Regions from separate parts of the Sus scrofa genome. Here regions 1 and 3 are each linked to region 2. A link is a contact called in public HiChIP or PLAC-seq data. All regions are on one chromosome and are shown on one strand. The core of a region is the stretch at or near the end of the contact, and the rest is flanking DNA. Distances in the headings are between cores, read along the strand shown. Region 1 holds the start of IFT80 (intraflagellar transport protein 80 homolog). Region 2 holds the start of LOC100514323 (NACHT, LRR and PYD domains-containing protein 1a-like). Region 3 holds the start of TRIM59 (tripartite motif-containing protein 59).

Region 1 (4,300 bases), core at 1,101-3,600, 290 kb before region 2:
TTAAAAGAAAGGGAAGGCAAAGGAAAAAAAGCCTCCATTAGTGTAATTAGTTCGGAGGACTACTGCCTGCTATCTCTGGAGAGATATTATTTATGAAACCTAGGAATCTCTATTTTCACTCAATATAGCATTATCCTAAACTCACAGGGAATGAGAATCTTTCGGGTAAAAAAAAATCTTAAAAGAAATGCCACCAGTCACAAAATTCTATAGAAATATAACTCTTAGGAGTCAAAACACTATATCATAAAGCAAATCTGGAGAAACCACAACCACTTACTTGATAGCCTGCTCCTTGCCTAAACAAGTAGTAAAATCCTATGGCTCTAGAGCCAACTCTCTACATCTCTGAGCACCTGGAGCCTTAACTTTGGACACGCAAGAGCTCAAGCGACATTGTCACAAGGGTTTCATAATGTCACCCAATTCCTGGACTCACAAAAACTACAGTAGTTTCGAGCAAATTATCATCTTCTCTTTAAACACAATTTAAGACCACGGAGGTGAAGTTAGGGTCAAGCAACTTTTCATCATAGTAACATACAGTCACGCCGCCTCCGTCTGAAAGAAAGTCCACTGACTACTGGCTAATAGTGTCGATTTCCGCGGAAACAGAAGACAATAAACAGAAATTAAGAATTGAAGCTGTTTACTCGCCTCCATCCCCCTCCAGGACCGTTACACCGAAACTGCATAGTCTAATCTGTGAAACTCGCCAGACCGCTTTCTTCAGTGGGTCTACGGAACCGACACGAGATGTTCGCACCGCAACCCCGAAGCCCCTCTTGCCCGCGCCCCAAGACACCAGACAGTCCTGGGTTGGGCGCGGACACACCCGGATCCCCCATGCGCTTTCCCGCGGTTGCTACTCACCTGCGGTGGCAGGCGCCCGGCTCTCCGAGCAGCCGGGCGGCGACTCCGGCTGCGCATCGCTGCTGGTGCGGTCCGGGGACTGCGGCGGCCCTTCCTCTCTGCGCCGGGCAGTGGAGGGCTGGGTGCCCTTACGGGGCATGGTCGCTGGGGCCGAGAAAGAGCCGGCGGCAAGTCAGCCCGCGAGCCGCAGGACCTTGAGGGTCCATTCTCCGCTGGCCCGGCGGTGGGATGGGCCCAGCCTCCACCCCACCCAACCCGGGGAAAATTCCGTCCATCTATTTCCGAAAGCCCCGTTTAAAAACCCTGCTCAACGCCAGCGGGTCCTCGAGAAAGAAGGCACAAAACCCCTCGAGGTGCCAAGAAGGCGGGATCCGTTTTCCTAAGTCCAAAGCAAGTGGGAAAACTTAGACGTGCTTGGGGAATCAAGCTTAGTTCTTTTTATTTTCTAAAGTTCCCTTCCCATCCCCCCGACGAAGGTAAGGGTATAAGAATATTCTAACGTAATTTCTAAACGAAGTAAACTGGCGTTTACCGACATGCCCACGCTCCCGGGGCTAGGAATACAAGCGCACACACTTTGAGAGCGAAGAGTTCGTATTAACTTTAGGCTTGAGGGGCTCTCAACTTCCGAGAGCAGCGAAGAACCGGCTGCTCGCCGCCCACTATCCTCTCCTCGCCATTTAGCTCTAGGAGCCCTTGACCGCCCGCGGGCTTTGAGGTGTCCTCACGACTGCCCGATAGGGACCAGTGGATGGGGTCGACCCCCGCGATTTTCAAATCGGAGGCCGGCAGTGCCGGCTCCGGTTCAAATCACCTTGGGGCAGCAGGGGTTTGTACCTCCGGTGTCCGCGGCAGACTCCCGCTAGGCAATAAACCAGGAAAGGTCACCAGTAAGGGCTCAGATCGGGTAATCAGTCCCTTGGGAGAAGAGAGAGAGAGGCAGGGGGCCGGGGCAAGGGGAAACCCTACAGTCCGATCGGGACCAAGTTTTCTGAGAAGAAGTCCACGAAGCTTAAGCCCCGATCCCTCGCGTCCCCTGAGCGACGCCCAAGTAGCTCAAAGAAGTGGCGCCCAGAAGAAGCGCGCGGGAGCCCCGAATGCTGAGGAGAGGCTGAGGGGGGAGGGGTGACAGCGAGAGAAACCTCCCGGCGGCAGCCTCAGCCTAGACTTCGGCCGCTCCAGCTCAAGGCCTTTTCTTCCCAGGTGCCGGCAGACGGGGCAGGAAGTAAGAGTGTGACAACTCTACCAGGAAAAGAGGTACTTTACCTGCGGGACAGTCCACTCAGACCAAGGCTGGAAACGGTTGTATAACCCCCCCGCGTCTACTGGTGTTTCGGCTCCGGGTCCTTCACTCGAAAATGGCGCCTAAAATACAAACTCGAACGGAAATTCGTTACAAATGCGCGCAATGCTTTCTGGGACCCACTAATTTGAAAAAACTGCGGCGATTATGGTCGCCATCTTCATGTCGTTTACACGCATGCGCGAAATGCTGGCGGGACCCTGGCGGCAGAGGACATTTCTAAGTGAAAAAGAAAAGCGAAGCAATGTTTTCCTTGGGCCTATGGACAACAACATTCATATAAAATATATTTTTAAAAAGTTTTGGGAGTTTTGAATAAGAGGAAGAAAACAGAATGGGACCCCGCCCACAGCTAAACAACGGGCACAGAAGCCCAATAACGCTCCTTAACAAGAGGGCGGGCTCGCTAGGGGCGGGGTCTCGGGCCCGCTCGGGTGACGCGGCGGGAAGTATCGCGGGAAGAGGGAGTTCGCTCTGCTCTCAGAAGTCGCTATGGTGACGAAGAGATCCGAGGCTTCTTGGTAACTGGTAGCACCCCTGTGAGAGCGATCGCCACTGCTTTCCTGGAACTTACTTAAGGTAAATCTCTATCTCTGGACGAAGTGAGGAAAGAGTTTAGAGGTTGTGGCCATTACTGGACCCACTTTTCCTGCTTTTAGGGTGTTTGCAGCTTGGAGCATCAGTTATTTTCCATCTCCCTGGAGCACTGGGGCTCTGGACGTAGCTCTTGGGATGCAGAGGAAGCCCTAAGTCTTTGGAGAGAGTAGGGGGACAACAAGGAGAAGACCTCGATTGGTGAATGATCTTGTAGTAAATAGCAAAATAAGGATTTCGAGTTATTAGTATTAGGTCGTTAGCGTCACTAGCGAAAGAGGGTTTCTGGCTTTTAAAATTATTTGGCTGAAAGACTCCGTAATAGAAGAAACGATTTGCTCGTATCATATGTTTATGAAAAAATTATCGATCAGCAAATATTAAGTAGCTTTGTACACGTTGCACTGTGTCAGGCATAAGAAAGATTATCAAGGTAGTATTTCTGTTCCCAGAGAATTTAGTTTTGTTAGTGAGTTTTTAACCTGGAGTTTATGGATCTGGTGGTAGGCGATTGTTCATACCACCTCTCCTCCACTCTCCATCTCCAACCCCTTGCCCCTTTAGCTGTGTACAGAATTATGTCTGCTTGTGAATTTTTCTGAGGAGTTTCCCAGAACTTTTATCAAATTCTCAAACACGATCCTAATCCCCCAAATGTTAACCACTGGTTGATTTGACTACCTCCAATAAGCATTTGTTCAGCAGCTCTAAAGTACTTGACATGGAGAACTGGGAACTCTTTTATTCCCCCTTTTAGCTTTTTAATACTTGGTGCCTGACATACTAAACCCCCAATAAATCCTCTTTATGCATGAATTTAAATTGTCATTCTAAGTAAGTATGTATGACCCTTGCCCTGAGGAGCATATTCAGGTTCAGTGATTCCCAAGAAGACATGTAGAGGCCACTGCCCACAAGTGTAAGAATTTGTTGAAGAGGGGAGACTGGTGTGGTTTGAGTAAGTATTGACTCCTTATTGTAATATACCTTTATATTTGAAGTTGAAAAAAATTGTTTTCGAAGGACAAACTACAGACAGTAAACTCAATGAAAAAAAATTTTGACCCGTAGGTGTGCGAGGAAAATGTAGTAATTCTCTTTGAAAGCATCTGGAATCTTTTGGATTTTTGAAGTCTGTAAAACATAACTAACCCTGAGTTGGAGAGATATTAACCAAGAGAAATGCAAAGACTAGACCAAATTGGGTAGTGTATTTGGGAGACAGCACAGTGGAGTAGAAAGATGTAAGAGATAACAGAATCCCAAATCTCATGTTTTTTTGTCTACATACTTAGACAATTTATCAATTTATCAGTCCCTCTGAGAGTATTTATTATAAAATCAGCATATAATACCTACCTCATAGAATTGTTTATGATTGTCTATCCCACACACTATATTCATTTGATATTGCTGTGTTTTACCATTGATTTTATCAGGGTATGTGCTAAGGATGAATAATGGGTATGTCAAGTTAGAAGAAGGTTAGCTTACGAAGGGTCTTCAAGCCAGATCAAGGATGTTACATAT
Region 2 (4,193 bases), core at 169-2,668:
GAAAAAAAAAAAAAGGACAACACATCCCTTCAAAGCACAAAGGCACATTTTCTTCCCCAGCTTCAGGCATTACATGAAGTCGTTTCCCTTCAGTTAAGGGTATCTCAATCTATGGAGAATTTCAGGAAGAGCAAAGTAGAGGACCAGTCCTGGACTCTGTCTTTTCCTCCTTCCTGCAGTAAGTGTATTTCTTTCTTTCTTTTTTTTTTTTTCTTTTTGTTGTTGTTGTTGTTGTTGCTATTTCTTGGGCCGCTCCCGCGGCATATGGAGGTTCCCAGGCTAGGGGTCGAATCGGAGCTGTAGCCACCGGCCTAACGCCAGAGCCACAGCAACGTGGGATCCGAGCCGCGTCTGCAACCTACACCACAGCTCACGGCAACACCGGATCGTTAACCCACTGAGCAAGGGCAGGGACCGAACCCGCAACCTCATGGTTCCTAGTCGGATTCGTTAACCACTGCGCCACGACGGGAACTCCAGTAAGTGTATTTCTAAGCACCTACTGTGAGCCAGACCTGGGCTAGATGCTGTGTGATACCCACCACCTCATGGAAAAGACAGACAAGAAAACAATCATGCTGAAAAACAGCTAAGAAAAAAACAGTGTACAATGAAGGCCACCAATAGTCTAAGCAGTGGTTCTCACATTTTCCTGAGTTTTTTTTTTTTTTTTTTTTGTCTTTTGTCTTTTTAGGGCCGCACTTGTGGCATATGGAGGTTCCCAGGCTAGGGGTCGAATCAGAGCTGTAGCCGCCGGCCTACACCACAGCCACAATAACTTGCGATCCGAGCCACTTCTGCAACACCACAGTTCGCGGCAACGCCAGATCCTTAACCCAGTGAGCAAGGCCAGGGATGGAACCCGAAACTTCACGGTTCCTAGATGGATTTGTTTCTGCTGCACCACAACTGGAAACTCCTTCCTGAATGTTTTAATTGCCTGGATCTTTAAAAAATACTGACACCTGGATCTCACTGCACTAATTGGTCTGGGATACCGCTTGAGGCTTTGAGATTTGATAAGCTCTCTGGGTGATCTAATGTGCAGCAAAGTTTGGGGACCACTGGCTTAGTCCATCCATTCTTACAGTTTGGGGTGGGGGTGTTTAATCATGTGAAAGCCAGAGTCCCTCATTCCAGATACCTGTATTTAGATACAAAATCTGAAAGAATTTCAGGGGGCTTACAGATCCTAAGAAAATCTGAGAATTCCTCCGGGGAGGAGGTTGTCTCGTGAAAAATCACAGATACAAGAGTATCCAACCCTCCTGAGCTCTCTGTCCCCTCTAGAAAGGAGCTGGCCCTTTTCTTTCACAGAATCTCTGCGCGTTAGTGTCACCAAACCTAGTTCTCACAGGGCAGTAAGCAGCCACCGAGCGGCCGGTGTGCGCACGTGTGCGAGTGTGCACGCCGGCGTGCACGCGCGGGGGCGCGGGCGATCGTGCGTTTCCGTTTAGGAGCCCCGACTGCCTTCGGCTGCGGCTGCGGCAGGGCGCCCGGCGCCCCCTCCCTCCCAGTCCCCTCCCCTGGTGGCTCTCGCTCGCCCTTTTCCCTCCCCCAGCAGCGTCGGCAGCCTCCGGGTGCGTAGGGCAGCTCAGCACGCGAACCTCTCCAGCAGGCGCCCCGGCGCGAGCCGAGAGCAGATCCCCGGGCGCGCAAGGCGCCGCCTCCCAGCCGCAGAGCGACGATGAGCGGAGGCGAGGGGGTCGTGGAGAGCAGGTGAGCGCCGCCGCCGGGCTGGGTGTAGGGGTGTAGGAAAGAGGGCGCAGTGGGGGTGGGGGTGCACCCGGACCTAACATCCACGCGTGGAGAAGGGGCTTTGCCCCCTTCATCCTGCTCCACCGCGGACTCTGTTTTTGCCCTTTTCCCAGGCGGGGCGCTTTCGCCCTTTTCCCGCCCGGGCATCCCCGCTCCGGCCTCACAAAGCACCCGTAGGCGGCGGCGCATGCCCCGCGCGGGCACGGAGCATTGGGGAGGCGAAGCGCCCGTCATTCCCAATTCTGACTTCCCACCCCCAGCCCAGGCCCTGGCGGCGGCACCTGGGTCGGGCGGACCTCACTGTGGTGGCGCGCTGCTGGAAGGCCCGCGCTCCGGACCGGGAGGCGGGGCTACGGGCTGCGCTGCTGCCCCTTGTGGCCGCGGCTTCCTACAGCCCGCTGCCTAGCCGCGCGGCGGCAGGTGGGCAGATTTGTTCTCATCTTCCAGTTGGAAGCAGTAGCGGGGCGCGGGCGGGTGAGGAGGAGGGCAGGTCGCCCTGCGGCATCCCCTTTGTTCTTTGCGGGTGGACTCGCCCCCTTCCGGCTTCCGCGGGTGACTCCCCGCCTCCCGCCTCCGAGGCCTGGCTTCTGCTGTCCTCATCTGCTCCCCTGTCCTTGAGCTTCAGCTTCCTGGAGCCCCTGCGCCTTTTGCATCTGGAAGTGAACTTTGGAGATGTTTCTGAACATCCGCGCTTTGGCCTCCCGGCTTTCAAGTTGTTTTCATTGACAGCAGGGTTATTTCCTTAACGCCCCCCTTGGGCCATGCGTGGAGCACCTCCCCCCGCCCTCAGCCTCTCTGCCCCCGCCCACCCCCCTGGGTCACTAAAGTCTGGAGCACAGAAGGCGCGGGATCAACAATGCTTGGAGGGTTTCTGCTATTATTGTAAAGGCAGCCGTTGTCTGTGTTTGTCATCAACGTCTCATCAGCGTCTCACAGACGTTTAAAAGCGGCTGCTTTTTAGGTGGCAATGTCTAAAAAGAGCTGGTTTGGGGATTCTCGAACGGTGCTGTGGTCAGGTTCTCCAGAGGTACCCACTGTCATCTGCACAAGCAGACTTTTAACATTGGATGTAGTGTTTCAGCAAAAGACACGTGATGGTTTGTTTGTGAAATGTATCCTTTTAGGTAATCCTCTCATTGCGGTAAGCGCTTACAGGAAGTTCACCCAAAACAGTGTAGACGCACTCAGCAAAGATTGAGACTATGCAGAGAATTTACTTATAGGATAGTCCCTGCTGCAAAACAAAGTTTCTACAGGATCAACTAGAGGACGAAGAGAATGCCGAGGTTAAAGTGTTCACGACTTCAGTTTTCTCTGGATCATTGTACATGAGAGCCAGCTTCCCTCAGGGAGGGGGGGTTGGTTTGGGGTGTGTGGGTGTGTGTGTGTATTAAAATAATCAGGAAGAGGAGTTCCCGTCGTGGCGCAGTGGTTAACGAATCCGACTAGGAACCATGAGGTTGCGGGTTCGGTCCCTGCCCTTGCTCAGTGGGTTAACGATCCGGCGTTGCCGTGAGCTGTGGTGTAGGTTGCAGACGCGGCTCCCACGTTGCGGATCCCACGTTGCTGTGGCTCTGGCGTTAGGCCGGTGGCTACAGATCCGATTCAACCCCTAGCCTGGGAACCTCCATATGCCGCGGGAGCGGCCCAAGAAATAGCAACAATAACAACAACAACAACAACAAAAAAGACAAAAAGACAAAAAAAAAATAATCAGGAAGACAGTCTAAAAAAGTCTGTTGCAGATAGTTTTTGCTGTTTAATTTCTTGAAGACAGGAGCGTGAATAAAACCACACCAGGGCACAAACTGTGTCCACCTAGAACATCATAATTCTTTCGAGGTGGTCACTTAACAGCAAGACTTGCAAATAATTGTTAAATAAAATTTTGAATCAAATTATAGTTAAAAGTAAAGTTTTTTTTTCCAAAAAAAGAGGAAATGAATTAACATAGTGTGAAATTAGCAGTTATTTACATAGAGCTAACTCAACTTCTCTACTGCCATCCCTTCCCATCCCCAAGCCTTCCTAGTATTACTCTAAAGATGTGGACCCTCCCTACCTGTTTCCATGAAGATGTGATGGTCCACCATCTCTGGGATATTGTTGCTAATGTGTCATATAGACATTTCATTGTGGCAACAAAGTCCAGATAATTCTGTGTCAAACGAGGAGGTGCAATTTTCAGTAAACTGTAAAGCAGTCTACAGATGTGTGCTACTGTTGCTTGTAATTTTTGGTAGCTGCACAGTATGCCACTCTAATAATTAGCCATTCCCACATTTTTGGCCATTTAAGCTGTTATTACAGATTTTTAAGTACTGAGCAAGTCTCTACCTCATATCTAATTGCTACATTCTTTCTGTCATTTATTTGTCCAGTGAACATTATTAAAATTTTATTTTTTGTCTTTTTGCCATTTCTTGGGCCGCTCC
Region 3 (4,768 bases), core at 58-2,557, 350 kb before region 2:
GGCCAGGGATGGAACCTGCAATCTCATGGTTCCTAGTTAGATTCATTAACCACTGAGCCACTACGGGAACGCCCACTCTTACATTTTTTAAAAGAGAAAATAATATAAAAGTATGCTGCATTTATTGCTATGGAAAGATATTAACGTATTGCTTTGACAAAAAGGAAAACTCCTTATCAGGATGACACCAATGTTTAAATAAAAAATTTGTGTGCACAATAAAGCCTACATGTATATATTCCACCACATTACAGTGGAATCCACACATCATAAGCAATCTTTTCAGTAGCTGAATTGGTAAACATATAGGAGGTTGACTCAAGACTCACTGCTATTACCTTAGTGTGATTTATTCTGTTTACTATTTTTCTGTAATTTACTGCATAAGAGCATAAGATCTGAAAGTACTGGCAATACACAGTATATGGAGGCTAACAGTTCTATTTTGCACACGTGATCGACTTCTATCTGCTGTTAAGAGAGGCAAGCTGTGATGAGTTTGTCTTGAGCCACATACAGCTGGATACGATTTCTCAAGAAAAAGGGTAAAGGACTTACTGAACTGTGCGTTTTCTGAGTCTGGGACTAAGAAAGTGAAATAGGAACTTGGTGGAGAAATTGAATTGGAAGTCAGGAATTCTGCGCAACAGCCATCTCCAGGCAATAATTTCACAGCGTGGAAAGAGGGCGCGGGGCTGGGGAGCGGGAGGAAGAGTAAGGAGAGATGCAGGGAGATCCTGAATCCTAAGGTCCCACTAGCTCTCCCAGAGTCGGCTCTCTTTAACTACACGAGAATTCTCAATAATCAGAAGCCCCCTCCTCCTTTGCTAGAACCAACTACTTTGGTGGGTTTATGTGTCCAGAGTCCCTAAACAAAAGGAAACCAGGGTTCAGGAGAAGACAGAGCTTGCCCAGTGGGGTGCGTCTGCCCTCAGGGCTCAGGGAACCTGTGAGGTCAGATGAAAGACGCTGCCCTTTAAAGTCTACATTTACGACGTGCCGGCTTAAATCCAGGTTAAATAAGGTGTGGTATGAAGCTTTTTTATAAAAAACATCGGCCTCCGCTAGACCCCGCCTCTCCTGCAACACCGCCCAGTTGCCCTCCAAGGCAGGAGTCAACGCCGCCAGAAGGGCTCCCTGCTGCGCGCCTGCCTAGCTCCCGGGTGGCAACCCATGCATAGTGCGCAGGCGCAGAAACCACGCCCGTCCTCGCGCCCAGCCCACGCGATCACGCCCCCGCCCCGCCCGGCCCCAGCTGTCGGCAGTTTACTTTCGAACCACGGCCCCGCGCTCTTTCCCATTGGCTGGTGCCACGCAGTTGAAGGTTGCCGGGACACTGCGCCTGCGTTGTAAGGCTCGTGAGCCCCGCCCCGTCTGGGCACCTGAAGGCCCTCAGGGCGGAGGAGGGCGGGTACGCTGCGCAGGTCTTAGCTTCACACTGCAGGTTGTGGAGCTGTTTCAGCCGGTGGAGGTACCTGGTTCGCTCGTCTCCACGGTGAGTCTAAGAGCTTCTCTTCTTTTGGAGATGGCGGCTCTGGGTCCCTCTCTTCCCCTGTAGCGCAGGCTGGTGTCCTGCGGGGTTTGGAGGAGAGTCGAGGGGCTTAATGATGGAGAGGGCTGGCTTGGGTGCCGCATCGCTTCTCGTTCGTCCCAGGTGCAGCGTTTGAAGAACCTCTTTGCCCCCTTCCGGTGTGGAACTGCGTTTTCGTGAGGAAGGACCCTTCTGTGGCGTGAGGGTGGGAGGAGCGGGGCTCCGCCGAGCTGGGAGACCTCGCGGGGATTCGGAGCCGAGGGAGCCGGGGCGTTGGGAGAGAGACCCCGCGGCGGGAGGGGGGGAGTTGCCCTTAGCTTTGGGGTAGGGGATGGGAAGGGTAGCGCTGTTTTAGGCCTCTTCTTTTCGAGAGGTTCTCATTGGATTTAACAGGAGTAGGTGTAATTATGCCCATTTTACAGATGTGAGACCTCAGTTTTGAGAGGCATTAAGTAAAACTGACCCAGGATCTCTCAACATTTAAATGGCTGAACCAAGAGATGAACAGACGTATTGATGGGAATAACCTAAATCAAGATTTATAATTTTAAGCTGGCAAAAATCTTCACTTAAATGGATGCTTCTTGTCTTCCGACTAGCTTTCAGCAGTCTGAAATGACCGTGAATATTTGCTCCCTCATCACCATTGTTGGCGAATATTTTCAAGAGCTCCGAAGTTAGTTGACGCTCTAATAAGAGGTCCTTTGTGACAACTTACTTGGTCACAGGATTATTGGGATTTTCCAGGTGCAGTTGGTGCCGCTCCTGCTGCTCCACAGCTTTTGATGTTTGTCACTACTTTTCTGAAAACACAGGCTTAGAGAGCATAAACATCAAAGGCAGTGAAATAACAGCCATTCCCTATGATATCGTATTTAATGTATTTTTTTGAGAATGTAAATCCAGAACATTAAAGTTATTTTTATTTTAGAATAAGAATAAAACCATCTGAAAAAGTTGGAGAAGATAGAGTATATTCAGTCTTCAAACCAGAAGGTCAACAAAGTGGTAAGTTCTGGGAAATTAAGTGAATATCAAAGAAATTTTCAGTAAATTTTTACTGAGTGTATGACAAACTGTAAGGTGAAAAATTTAAATCTTTTGAAAAAAGATATGTTGGTGGGTGTATAAAATGCAAACATATAGATGGAGCATAAAGTGAAAAGTAAACAACTCCCTAATCTGATCTATAGCTTAAAGTTAGTCGTTAGTCACTATTAACTGTTTTGTTTGTCCTCCTAGAAATTTTAAAAGGATATGTGGAAACAGAATCCGACTAGAAACCATGAGGTTTCGGGTTCGATCCCTGGCCTCGCCCAGTGGGTTAAGGAGCTGCGGTGTAGGTCGCAGATGCGGCTCTGCTCTGGTGTTGCTGTGGCTCTGGCATAGGCCAGCAGCAAGACCTCCGAATGGACCCCTAGCCTGGGAACCTCCATATGCCACAGGTGCAACCCTAAAAGGACAAAAGACAAAAAAAAGGATATGTGCATCTTAATACAGACAAATACATTTAACACATAGCGATCTCCAAGTTGAATTTATTAGGTTATCTGGATACTTTTTTACCATGTATTTACATATTGATCTGCAGATCTGCATTCCTTTTTAATGACCAAGTAGCTATTCTTTCTTTCTTTTTTTTTTTTTGCTTTTTAGGGCCTCACCAGCGGCATGTGGAGGTTCCCAGGCTAGGGGTCCAATTGGAGCTGTAGCTGCCGGCCAACACCACAGCCACAGCAACGCAGGATCTGAGCTGCATCTGTGACCTACACCATAGCTCACAGCAGCACTGGATCCTTAACCCACTGAGCGAGGCAAGGGATCAAACCTGCATCCTCATGGATACTAGTAGGGTTCATTGCCACTGAGCCATAACAGGAACTCCTCTTAGTTACTTATTTATTTACTTATTTTTTTGGTCTTTTGTCTTTTCACGGCTGCATCTGAGGCATATGGAGGTTCCCAGGCTCGGGGCTGAATCAGAGCTGTAGCTGTCGTCCTACTACAGCCACAGCAACGTCCTACAACAGCCACAGCAACGCTGGATCCAAGCCTGCCCACTGAGGGAGGCTGATGGAAGTCCTCATGGTTGCTAGGCTCCTCATGATTGCTAGTTGGGTTCATTAACCACTGGGCCACGATGGGAGTGCTCCTTCCTGGTAACTTTTAAAAAGGAAGAGGAAATCTTGAACTAAGTTATGAATTTGTACTTAGGCTTTTAGTATTCACTGGAGAAAAATAACATTTCACTTGGGTTATTTGAATTTGTTCTTTTGCTTTTTAAAAGTATAGAATAATATAAACTGATTCTAAAATTAATTTAGCAGGAGACAGGTTGCATAACAGGCAATACACTAAATATTTTTAAAGCTTTTTATTGTTTTAAAATAAAAATATGTATATATATAAATTTATATCTCTTCAAGATAATGGACAGTTGAAAAAGGTAGTAAATTATTTTTTAATCATATCCCATTTTAATATGCTTCTAAAATCCAATTAAATTACCACTTTTGGAAAAAAATGAACAAAGTTTACCATTTTAAGTTTTTTTTTTTTTTTTGTCTTTTTGCCATTTCTGAGGCTGCTCTCGCGGCATATGGAGGTTCCCAGGCTAGGGGTCTAATCAGAGCTGTAGCCGCTGGCCTACGCCAGAGCCACAGCAACAAGGGATCCGAGCCGTGTCTGCAACCTACACCACAGCTCACGGCAACACCGGATCATTAACCCACTGAGCAAGGGCAGGGACCAAACCCGCAACCTCATGGTTCCTAGTCGGATTCGTTAACCACTGCGCCGCGACGGGAACTCCGAATTTTAAGTATTTTTAAGTGTATAGTTCATGGCATTAAGGGCATTCCACACTGTTGTGTGAACATATTATCTAATTCCTGAAGTTTTTCATCTTCTTAAATTGGAACTGTGTACTCACTTAAACAGTAACTCTCTGGCCCTCCTCCCTTGAGCCCCTGGCAACCAACATTTCACTTTATGGACTGTGCTTATCAGTTTTTATATTATCTGCTTTTTTCACATCTAATGTGGTCACACAGTTTTTCTCCATTGACCTGAGTAATTTTCTGTTATTGAATTAATTTTACATTTCTGAAAACAACCTTATTTGTCCCTGTACTGTATTCTTTTAATGTGATCAGGATTTGTTTTTTCTAATATTGTTTTTAGGATTTTACATCAGTTATCCATTTTGTAAATTGGCCTATTTTTAGTTTGTATTAT

The links. HiChIP or PLAC-seq counts read pairs in DNA pulled down with a chosen protein or histone mark.
Region 1: an H3K27ac HiChIP or PLAC-seq map of skeletal muscle shows a contact between it and region 2. The contact joins the promoter of IFT80 here to the promoter of LOC100514323 in region 2. A contact is called at or near these places in 3 of 47 Hi-C or Micro-C datasets (heart right ventricle, liver and skeletal muscle) and 2 of 2 datasets of contacts at active chromatin or transcription factors (alveolar macrophages and skeletal muscle).
Region 3: a contact with region 2 is called in an H3K27ac HiChIP or PLAC-seq map of alveolar macrophages. The contact joins the promoter of TRIM59 here to the promoter of LOC100514323 in region 2. A contact is called at or near these places in 2 of 47 Hi-C or Micro-C datasets (liver and skeletal muscle) and 1 of 2 datasets of contacts at active chromatin or transcription factors (alveolar macrophages).

Annotation. Positions count from the first base shown.
Region 1 is chr13:100,076,198-100,080,497 of Sscrofa11.1, reverse strand. It overlaps IFT80 (intraflagellar transport protein 80 homolog), which reads left to right and starts at 2,350. Exons shown (of 20, transcript XM_021069731.1): 1 at 2,350-2,755. It overlaps SMC4 (structural maintenance of chromosomes protein 4), which reads right to left and starts at 2,349. Exons shown (of 24, transcript XM_005669952.3): 1 at 2,140-2,349; 2 at 874-1,017. The coding sequence starts at 1,012.
Region 2 is chr13:99,783,739-99,787,931 of Sscrofa11.1, reverse strand. LOC100514323 (NACHT, LRR and PYD domains-containing protein 1a-like) reads left to right here and starts at 1,418. Exons shown (of 17, transcript XM_021069727.1): 1 at 1,418-1,719. The coding sequence starts at 1,688. It overlaps LOC106507994 (a long non-coding RNA gene), which reads right to left and starts at 2,463. Exons shown (of 4, transcript XR_001304462.2): 1 at 2,040-2,463.
Region 3 is chr13:100,129,656-100,134,423 of Sscrofa11.1, reverse strand. It overlaps TRIM59 (tripartite motif-containing protein 59), which reads left to right and starts at 1,307. Exons shown (of 3, transcript XM_005669954.3): 1 at 1,307-1,495; 2 at 2,463-2,539.